Regions from separate parts of the Sus scrofa genome. Here region 1 is linked to region 2. Evidence: chromatin contacts called from public Hi-C data. All regions are on one chromosome and are shown on one strand. Each heading gives the region's core, a stretch centred on a gene start, on an enhancer-like site or on the middle of the called end of the contact. The rest is flanking DNA. Distances are from core to core; before and after follow the strand shown. Region 1 holds the start of LOC100738479 (tripartite motif-containing protein 34). Region 2 holds the start of LOC100523809 (olfactory receptor 52N4-like).

The links. Hi-C and Micro-C count contacts between places; a contact is called where the count stands out from the background.
Region 1: a Hi-C map of liver shows a contact between it and region 2, with 5 times the contacts expected there. The contact joins the promoter of LOC100738479 here to the promoter of LOC100523809 in region 2. A contact is called at or near these places in 1 of 5 promoter capture datasets (liver), 29 of 47 Hi-C or Micro-C datasets (alveolar macrophages, blood, brain and 12 more) and 2 of 2 datasets of contacts at active chromatin or transcription factors (alveolar macrophages and skeletal muscle).

The regions. Positions count from the first base shown.
Region 1 is chr9:4,185,096-4,190,694 of Sscrofa11.1, reverse strand. LOC100738479 (tripartite motif-containing protein 34) reads left to right here and starts at 2,167. Exons shown (of 8, transcript XM_005667079.3): 1 at 2,167-2,306.
Region 2 is chr9:4,092,394-4,097,852 of Sscrofa11.1, reverse strand. LOC100523809 (olfactory receptor 52N4-like) reads left to right here and starts at 3,446. Exons shown (of 1, transcript XM_003129486.4): 1 at 3,446-4,411. The coding sequence starts at 3,446. The coding sequence ends at 4,411.

The sequences.
Region 1 (5,599 bases), core at 918-3,417, 94 kb before region 2:
AATATTTAAAAAATATTACACAGTTCTCTGCTAATGTGTTAGAATCTGTGAAGTAATTCTGTGCAAAATAGAAAAGTCTAATATTTTTAAAAAACAGAAAGCTTCATAATAAACTTTTTTCTTTTTTTTGGTCTTTTTTTGTCTTTTTACCATTTCTAGGGTCGCTCCCACAGCACATGGAGGTTCCCAGGCTAGGGGTCGAATCGGAGCTGTAGCCACCGGCCTACACCACAGCCACAGCAACGCGGGATCCGAGCTGTGTCTGCAAACTACCCCACAGCTCACGGCAACACTGGATCCTTAACCCACTGAGCAAGGCCAGGGATCGAACCTGCAACCTCATGGTTCCTAGTTAGGTTCGTTAACCACTGAGCCACGATGGGAACTCCTAAACTTTTTTTTTTTGTCTTTTTAGGATTGCACCTGTGGCACGTGGAAGTTCCCAGGCTAGAGGTTAAATTGTAGCTGCAGCCGCCTGCCTACACCACAGTCACAGCAACACAGGATCCTTAACCCACTGAGCGAGGCCAGGGATAGAACCCACATCCTCATGGATACCAGTCTGGTTCTTAACCCAGTGAGCCACAATGGGAACTGCAAAACAAACCTTTTAAAACATACGCGATTATCTACCACGTGCATAGGGCCTTATGCAGGGTGGTTCTTGTGGCGATCCAGGCCTCGGAGTCATTTCTGCAGGCAGAGGCTCACAGAGAAGGGAGTCCTGTTGGACTCTGGGGGAGTCTGGGTCCTGCGAGGAAATGATGGGAGAGAAACCAGACGGAGCTGGAAAAACCTGGCATTGTCTCCCGCGCTCGGATCTGGTAGTGGGTGTCGCCATCCTCCAGATAAAGGCTCAGCAAGGGAGTCTGACGAAGTGACTCTGCTCACTCTTGCAGCCTCGCTTCCGTTTGCCTAGAGCTCAAGGGTAACTACCCATGGAACTAGAGGCACTTCCTGGATGCACCCAGCTTGCCCTTCTCTCCAGGCCATTTCTGCCTCCCAGAGGAAGAGCTCAGCTGAGAGGGATGCACGAGGGGACATCGCGATACCCTGAGGAAAGCTCCCCCAGTGGCGATCCCCCCCCCCCACTTTGCACATATCCTATGCAGGAACGTGAGGTTCCGAAAATAGCAGAAAGACGGCAAAGTCAGAGCACGGTGGCAAAGCCCCCCGGAGTCACAGGAAAACGAGACGAAGGAAAATAGAGGGAAGATGTTCAAGTAAAATCAGTGATAAAAAAACAAAAACAAAACAAAACGTGGATGTCACAGTCCGCAGAACTGATGGACCAGACGAAGGTCCTGGGCACACCTAACGCAACGATTTGACAAATGTGTCCAGGGATTGACAATCTGAATGCTAGAAATGGCCGATACTGGACCAAGGAGAAGACCTAAATGGCCAAGTGGGAAGTGACTCCTTAAACGTGGTCCCAGCATAGGTCCACCTGTAAAGGATACCGACAATTTTACGAGAAAGCTGTTAAAATGTCAACAATTTTTTAAAGATTTCCTTCTTCCTCGGATGTGTCCCTGGCCCCCCACCATGAGTCAGATGATGGGGGAGGCGAAAAGCGATAAGGGCAACCTTTTAAAGCAGTTTCCGGAGGTGACACTTTTTCTCATGTAACACGTTCTCCGGGAGGTGGGACCAAGATTTCCTTGATGGATGCAGCCCAGAAAAATCAACCCAGGAAGTTATTCTCCTCATCAAAACAGAGGACACTTTTCACGGAGGCACGTGGAGACACAGAGTCACCCTGTGCCCAAGAAGGGCGGAGACTTGACAGGGACTCCTCTGGTCAAGGTTCCTGCCCATCAGGGGTGGTTTCGACGCCTGCTTTTAGGAGGCGGGTGGTGCTTTTCGGGAGCAAGTGGGACGCCGCCCAGGAAGCGATGGTTCACATTGGTAGACTGATCGAGGGCCTGTGCACAACCGTGAAAGTGGCAGGAGACGCTCAGGGCCTAGCTGGCCTGGGAAGCAGACGGGGTCAGGCAGAGCTTCTCAGCCTCTGCTCGCTCCCTTCTTCCTTGCAGGCTGCCTTGCGCCTTGGAGAACGATCCCGCCGCTGCCCACTAGGTGGCAGTAGCATCCCCGCAACTGGACTTGGGCTCAGGTGCCCAAGGTCCCTCCCCAGCCTGTGAACCCCGCGGGAGAGCCGGACTCCTCCAGGGGCCCCAAAGGGCGGCTGCCTGCCCGCTTGGCCCAGAGCGCCCTCCCCTTTCCGGCCGGGCCAAGATTTCACTTTCATTTCTCAGCCAGCTCCTGGGAGGAGCTGCTTCCTGCAGACGGAGCCCTGCTGGGTGCGTAAAGGCTGATTGCTTTTCTTCACCCCTTAACCCGGGAGGGTGGGGCTGCAGGTGGTGTGGGAGGTCGGAGGTCTCCGAGGGCACCGAGAGTGGGGCGACTGCAGAAGGAAAGTCCAAGACGTTGGTTGAGTTGAGGCTGTGGCCCAGGCTTGTTCCCAGGGGCAGCAGGGCCAGCTTGCAGGCTTCTTGCTCTCAGGGCAGACAGATGGCAACCCTGAGTCTAGAGAAGACGGGCTCCTGGAAAAGGCAGAGGTTTTGTTGGCTGGAGAAGCCCTTGTTTCTCTAGGCAGAGCTCAGAGCCGCTGCCTCCCTGTTCTGTAGTTTTGAGAGAAACTGGAACATCCCCCCCACCTGTCTGTCTCTCTGTCTGTCTCTCATAGAGAGACCAAGAGTCTCCTCTTCTGCCCACCTCCCCCTCCTCCTCGGAAGAGACCCTGGAGAAAGAGGTCCGTGTTTTCCAAAGGCAGGAAGCCCCAGCCCCTCTATGGAGCCTTGGGGACAAGTTCAGGGGCAGCGCTGACGGGATCCCCGCCCTCCCTCCGTCTGTGGTGTTCCCGACACACCCTCAGCTCTTGTCCTGCCTGAGGAGGGCAGGTTGGAGGACAGCTGCCTGCCTCCGGGGTCCCCGTTTGTCCCGTGTCCCCCTGGGGTCCCGTCTCAGGCATCTGCTTGCGTCTCTGAAGAGCCCTGCCCACTCGGACCTCAGGAGCCCGTGGACAGCTGCCTTGGAGCTTTTGGTCGTCATTCTTCCCCCTTGGCACCCCGTGGCCTTGACTGCCACCTCGGCTCCTCCCCTTGTGGGGTTGATGTGGTTCAGAGCTAATTCAGGAGAGTGGCTGAGCGCTAAGCGGGAGCCCGAAGACTCGGCGGCGTGGCTAAGACGTTTGCTCCATCCCCTGACACTGAGGAGGGAGGACTCCCCTTACACTCACACTGATTGGTACCCTACATACATTTTGACACACGGCCTTTCTGATCTGTGCTCCCACTTTTTAGAAGTCACAGGTACAGCCTTGCCGTGCGTCTGCGCCTCACTCCTAGGAAGGGCCCATTGCTGCCCCAATGTCATTGCCTCCTCAGGGTCAACAGCCAGACCTAATACACAGGATGAAAGGGTTTATCTGCTTATTTTTACAATGTAGTTCTTAGGCACTAAACAGATAATGAAGAGGCATTCGACATTCGATACACGTTAAATACATAAAGGAGCTTACATCCTCGTTGGGTGGTGGGGGGGAGCTTTTCAACAAACCAAAAATAATTCATGTAGCGTACAAGAAGGTGGCTAATATTATGGGGTAACATTTTAAAATGCTGAATTAGGCGGAGGGGTCTGCAGTGACCTAGTCCAGGCCTGGCAACTTTAAGCAGTGCTCACGGAGAGACCTCGTCGCCAGGAGGTGTTTGAGCGCAGTCTTAAGAATGTGAAGGATTTGGAGGTCCCGCTGTGGCTCAGTGGTTAACGAATCCGACTAGGAACCATGAGGTTGCGGGTTCGATCCCTGGCCTTGCTCAGTGGGTTGAGGATCTGGCATTGCCGTGAGCTGTGGTGTAGGTCGCAGACGCGGCTCAGATCCGGTGTTGCTGTAGCTCTGGCGTAGGCCGGTGGCTATAGCTCCGATTTGACCCCTAGCCTGGGAACCTCCGTATGCTGCAGGAGCGGCTCTAGAAAAGGCAAAAAGACAAAAAAAAAAAAAAAAAAAAGAAAGAATGTGAAGGATTTGAAGGCTTTCACTTGGGTTTGTCCCTGAAGTGGGGGGGGGGAATGAAGCCAGTGTAGACCGGGGAGCTGTGTGCAGGTGGAGAGTAGAAGGTGGGCTCAGGGTACCAGGCGGTGGGAGGCAGTAGGAGGAGATGGGTCCTGTGACCTAACTGGACCGTGATGATAACTGGCTCACGCTGGATGACATTGGTTTGAGAGAAGAGTGACAAGGTTGGTGTCTGCTTTAAAAGGGTCATTCTGGTCCATGATGTGAGAACAGGGATGGCAAGAGAGTGAAGAGGGGCAATAGTAGTAGCGGAGAACAGGAGGAGAAGGTTTCCCCAGAACCCAGGCGGGAGATGCAGGTGACTGCTCCCAGAATGGTGGCCGTGGAAATGGGTGAGCTAATTTAGAGGCCACACTCAGCATCTTCTGATGATCGAATGAGACTGGGAGTGATAACGAAAGTGGTCCTGTGTTAAAACATGATTTCTCGAAAGCACATTTTTCCAGAGCTAGAGATCTTTGGGAGAGGCTCATTAATACGACTGAGTCCTGGACTCTAAGGAGCTGTGAAGCCGGACCTCTGAGCTTAGAGGGCTGGGGAGGGAGAACTGCAATGTTTCTAAGTTCCCTAGATCCTTGGATGAGAAAAAGAGGTCCTCCTTCCCCCAGCGGCAGTTCCTGACTCAGGAACCCAAGAGAAGCGTCTAGGATGTTGTCTGGAAGCTCCAAAGGATATCTTTCTCTGCACCTGACTTTCTGGAGACACTTTCCGTTTACTCTCTAACCCACATAGCGTTTCCAGTATCACTCCTCCAGAAGCTAGGAGAAGACTCAAGTGTGGCATATATTCATCTGACACCATGGCGGCCGTCTGACCCCGGAGTCCTGTCCTGCAGATGCTACGTGATCTCTTCTGACTTCTGTTGGACTCCCAGCTCACTCTTGGGAATTGGTTGGGTCATTGTGCAGGTGTGGATGCTCTGGCTCATTTTTAGCTTCCTCTTTCTGCAACCATTTGGGTGGCAGCTGTTTTGACATCAGTTCCCACAGCCCCACTCTGAACAGGAGGTCCATAGCCCCATGGTAGATCGCACGTTCCTATTTAGCCTCCTAGTGTTTCTCAGCACTGGTTGGATTCTGAACAGAATGAAAAGTAGCAGAGAACCTTACAGGTGGCTCATAGCTTCAGCTGTAAACCAGGGCGGGGTGGGGTGGGGGAACACTCTCATATCATGTAAACCTCTGGTCTTGCCAGTCCTCAGAGCCTCGTCTGACTCACAGTCATTGCAGCCAGGAGCTAAGAGCACACGGACTTTGGACAATTTTCAGTACCTGTACCATGGGCTAGACTTTACCCACCGGTGCATATTCAGCCTTATGTCTCATCCTGTTTACATCATGGATGATTGGTGAAGTGGGAAGACTTCTAGACCTAAATTTATCTCCATACGTCTTCCTTTTTTTCTCTTTCATTTTGGAGCAGAAAGGGGAAGTTTATAGTTTGTTACATCCTTCAGATCTTTCTTTCAATATCAAATATTTACACCTGCATTAGTTTCTCGGGACTGTTGTAAATATA
Region 2 (5,459 bases), core at 2,197-4,696:
TGGGGTTTTGTTTGTTTGTTTGCTTTGGCTTTTTGGTTTGTTTGGTTTTAGTTTTAGCTTTTATTTTTTTATTGGCTAAGTCCTTGCCAGGAAAAAAATTGTTCTTCCTGTCTTTTCCCTTCCTGTTGGGCTCTACTATCCTTTTAGGGTGAGATAGCTCCCCCTGCTGGCCTTGCAACTCTATTTAATTGAAGTTTCTGTTTATTAATTTTTTACAGTATCTTTAGTCATTAAACAACTCTAAATTTAAATGGCATTCATATATCAGTTTGTCCAATAAAACTGGTATAGAGCTTCTAAACATAAGCTTTTTCTTTGTACAATACAGTGGAAACTCATACATGACTAGGAATTTGTTTTAAATAAATAATAAGACCAGAGTGCCATACATGATTCATGAACAAGTATATGTGTTGAAGCATTTTTATTAAATTATAATTTTAAAAAACAACTGGGCATAAAAAGACAGAAAATATTTTAAAATGTTCTATTTAATAAACATTTATGCAGACTTAAATGTCCTCTTTTGGAAGAATATTTAATGTGCTAGTTATACACAATTATTTTTTTATTTTTTAATCCTCTACATTTTATTATTTTATTATTATTTAATAGTTATTTACCTAATACAATTTTTTTCCTACTGTACAGCATGGTGACCCAGTTACACATACATGCAAACATTCTTTTTTCTCCCATTATCATGATCCATTGTAAGTGACTAGACAGAGTTCCCAGTGCTACACAGCAGGATCTCATTGCTTATCCTGTACACTCAATTATAAACGCAGCAATATATGTGTAGTGATATATCATTCCATTTCTATTAAAGCTTCTACCTGGGCATATGCTCATATTAACAAAGTCTAAAAATACACTAATAAATGTTATTTCAATGAAGTGACAAAAATATACTTTAAAAGAAAGATTTAATAAATGATTGTGTGAATAAATTATTTATATATTTAAAGGTATTCAACTTAGTTCTTTTGGGGCTTTTGCAAAACTTAATGGGGAAAGAAACTGAGCCCTAGAGTAGGGAAATCACTAGTTTTTTTTTTTAATTAAAATATCTCATTTCTGATCTATGCTCCACTGTACAACTACACTCATATTCATATAACCACTACATACATGCAAAATTGCATTCATACGTACACGTGTGTATACATACTCATACTGGTTTAGATATGCATCAATTGTCCTTTGAACACCCTGGAGGTTAGCTTGATTCCAATACCAGCTATGTCTCTGATGCTTTGAAATATTCCTTTGGGATATTAGGAATATATAACACTCATTTTCCTTCAGGCTTAGGTCAACAGTCTTCACATCAAGAAAATCTTGAGTTAAAAATTTGCCCAGAGACTGTGATGCTTCGGCAGCCAAGTTCATGGAAACCGAACCTGCTACATATCGCCTCCTTTCTTTGCCTTCCAAAGTCTAACGTGTCTAAATCTAACAATATAAGGGTCAGTGACAGCAGAATTTTCAATTTAGCCATAGAGGTAAAGAGGAGAATGGATCTAAGATGGACGCGAGCTGTTTTTCTTTTTTTCCCTGAAGATACAAATGTTTTATTCTACCGATCCAGGCACAAGTCAGAGGAGATGCATGGGGATAGTGCAAGCTCTAGTGGAAATGGTTATTCCTCGCTGTTGAAAACATTTATATTTTCTCAATTAAAATGATTACAACATCTATGCATCTGCATAAAGAGTCCTTCAAATACGTAGGAGTGCTTGGGTGGAAGTCAGGAATGAACTACTGCCGTGTCAGGGAATAATGGAAAATACACAGAGAACCGTTCTAAGTCACCAGGATCGTGTTTCAATTTCTTCAGCTGCCCACTTGCTTGCCCCTGTTCTTATTACTTGAATTAGAATCTGTGTATAAGTCCTTTCATTCTTATATTTTAAGCCAATATATATTTTGCAGCTCTATCTACCAGGAAGAATCTATTTTCATGTCCAAAGAATTAAGAATGGTATGGTTGCAGGAGGAGTGGAAAATTACTGCCTATACATTTTGGAAATGGGGAGTTCCCTTGTGGTGCAGTGGGTTAAGGATCTGGCGTTATCCCTGCAGGGGCTTGGGTTGCTACTATGGTGCAGGTCTGCTCCTTGGCCCAGGAACTTCCACATGCTGTAGGTGCGGCCAAAACAAATTTTGGAAATGAAGATTGATGATGAGTGGTATATAAATTTGCACCTAGTTTATCTTTTTACAGTGATTTATGCATTTACATTCTGCTTTTAGAGGCTAAATTTGTGTTTTCCAAATTTTAGTCATTAACCTACAATTCAAGAATTCTTTCTTTTTTCTTTTCTTTTTCTTTTTTTTTTTTTGGTCTTTTTAGGGCTGCACCTGTGGCATACGGATATCCCAGGCTAGGGGTCGAATTAGAGCTGTTGCTGCTGGCCTATGCCACAGCCACAGCAAGCCCAGATCCGAGCCATGTCTGCAAACTACACCACAGCTCACAGCAATGCCAGAACCTTAATCCACCGAGCAAGGCCAGGGATCAAACCCACAACCTCATGGCTCCTAGTTGTTTTTTGTTTCCACTGTGCCAAGACGGGAACTCCCCAAGAATTCTTAAAGTATTCTGACTTCTGCAGTTTTCAGTATAACATCTGAAAAAAAGCTAGCCAAGATATGTCCCTCAGGCTGACTGTCTCCTTAGGAGAATCCTGCTGTTCAGAAATTAATAAAGTATGCCATTCTGGCCTGGCCCAATATCTAGCCCCACTGCTATCCCCCTGATGCCCACATTCAAGAGAAACCACTATATTCTATCTTTTTCTCAAAATATGATATTTTACATTTTTCATTTTTCATGTTGATTTTTCTGTCTGGAATATGTACATAATTACAAATATTTAAATGATATATCAACAAAAACAGCTTTGGGGAGTTCCTGCTCTGGTTGCAGTGGGTTAATGATCCGGCTTGTCTCTGTGGCAGTGCCAGTTTGATCCCAGGCCCCACGGCAGTGGGTTAAGGATTCTGCATTGCTGCAGCTGCAGCTGGGATTCAATTCCTGGCCCAGAAACTTCCACATGCCACGGGTGCAGCCACAAGAGAAAAAAAATTGCTTTAGAAAAATAGTCACAAAATGTTCATCTTTTATAAACGGATACATTTGGTCTATTAAAGAACTAAGCAAGTTAGACATCAAAAGTATTTGTTAAATACTTCTATAAAAGACTGAATGAAAAGATAATACACACAGGCAGAAAAATCCATTTGGTTTAAATTATGTTTGTGTTCATATTCCTTGGAAGTCAGGAAGATTTGTTATATGGCGACTGAAATGTACCTTGAAGAAAAGAGGCAAAAGGAATGAAGACATGGTGATGAAAAAGATTTTTTTTTTTCTCTTACGTCTGTCTAGGAGGATCCACAAACACCAGACTAGATTAATGATCAAATTAGCTTGATGATGCTCGTGCTGAACCAGACAGATATGAATCCACGCTCCTTCCTTCTCACTGGGATCCCAGGACTGGAGGACCTGCACCTCTGGATTTCCTTCCCTTTCTGCTCCATGTATGTTGTGGCTGTGGTGGGCAACTGCGGGCTCCTCTACCTCATCTGCTGTGAGGACTCCCTGCACAGGCCCATGTATTACTTCTTGGCCATGCTCTCCCTGACCGACCTTGTCATGTGCTCCAGTACAATCCCTAAAGCCCTCAGCATCTTCTGGTTCCATCTCAAGGAAATCAGCTTTGAAGAATGTCTGGTCCAGATGGTCCTTGTCCATACCTTCACAGGGATGGAGTCTGGGGTGCTCATGCTCATGGCCCTGGACCGCTATGTGGCCATCTGCTACCCCCTGCGCTACGCCACCATCCTCACCAATCCCGTCATCGCCAAGGCTGGGCTCTCCACCTTCCTCAGAGGGGTCTTCCTCATCATTCCCTTCACGCTCCTCGTCAAGCGCCTGCCCTTCTGCAGAGGCAATGTCATACCCCACACCTACTGCGACCACATGTCTGTGGCCAAGCTCTCCTGTGGCAACATCAAGGCCAATGTTGTCTACGGCCTGATGGCGGCCCTCCTGATCGGGGGCTTCGACATCCTGTGCATCACCGTCTCCTACACCATGATCCTCCGGGCGGTGGTCAGCCTCTCCTCGGCAGAAGCTCGGCAGAAGGCCTTCAGCACCTGCACTGCCCACATCTGTGCCATCGTCTTCTCCTACAGCCCAGCTTTCTTCTCCTTCTTTTCCCACCGCTTTGGGGGCCACACAATCCCTCCATCGTGTCACATCATCGTGGCCAATATCTACCTGCTCTTGCCTCCAACTATGAATCCTGTTGTCTATGGGGTGAAAACCAAGCAGATACAAGACTGTGTCATAAGGATCCTTTCAGGTTCTAAGAACACAAAATCCCATGATTTATGAAAAAGGAAAATTTGCCTCAGATGGGATGAGAAGACAAAAATGCTTCTCTTTGTTTGTTTAGGCAAGAGACTTTCCAAGAATAGGCAACTGACCTTGCCAAGAGAGCAAGGTCCATCCCCATTATATTGTTTGCAGACTAGCAAATAATTTTCCTGCCAGATCAACCTCCGCATGAGTTTTTCACCTCCAGGTTCTCTCTATAATTCAGGTCTCAATATTATCAGGTTCCAAGAAACAAAAATACTCATTTGGAGTAGGAGCAATTTTCCTGAAAACTGAATCTTGTGAACCCAAGGATCTGGGGCCAGATGACTGAAATTGCTGTTTTTAATTGTCATTGGAATTTCAATTTAAGAACAGATTTAGCTTTGAAAAAAATGCACTGTGTATTCTCTTTATTCACCAAAGTTCTTTGTTTTCTCAATGACATCTTAAAGATGAAACTAGAAAGTTTACCATGAAGACAATAATATAATGACGTGTAAGCCTCTGTGCGTCTTTTAAGAAACCTAGAAACCTGGTATCTGAATAGTTTTCTCCTTGCCCAAGTCTTTCTCATAATTGCTTCCTCCCAGGTAATGAGTTTTCTCTTTTTTGAGAAAGATTTCAAAGACTGCATAGTGTGGAGTGAGACATAGAGCAATGAAATTTATAAAATATTTTAATAAGTGCATTTCTATGAGTACAGCCTTGTGCAGAACAGTGGGTACTTTTCTTCTTTTGAGCTGAAAATAAAACTAATTGATTCACTTAAACATTTTCTGTGTAATATTCAGCCTCTTTCTAAATTAACATGAAGGTGAGAGGCTATGACGAAACTCAGTTTTGAAGCATTGTCTCAGATGTCATAAAACGGATTTCAGAGTCTCTTTTTCCTGCACAACTTTCAAGAATCCACGTTGCCTTCCTCTGATGTGGTTACTTTACACTAATTTCTATTTTCTGATATATCTTCTAGTATTTTTAATTTTACAAAGGCACAAGACACATAAATGTTCATCGCAAAATTCGCATATTTTCTGTTCACCTTGATAGCAAAATGTAACGA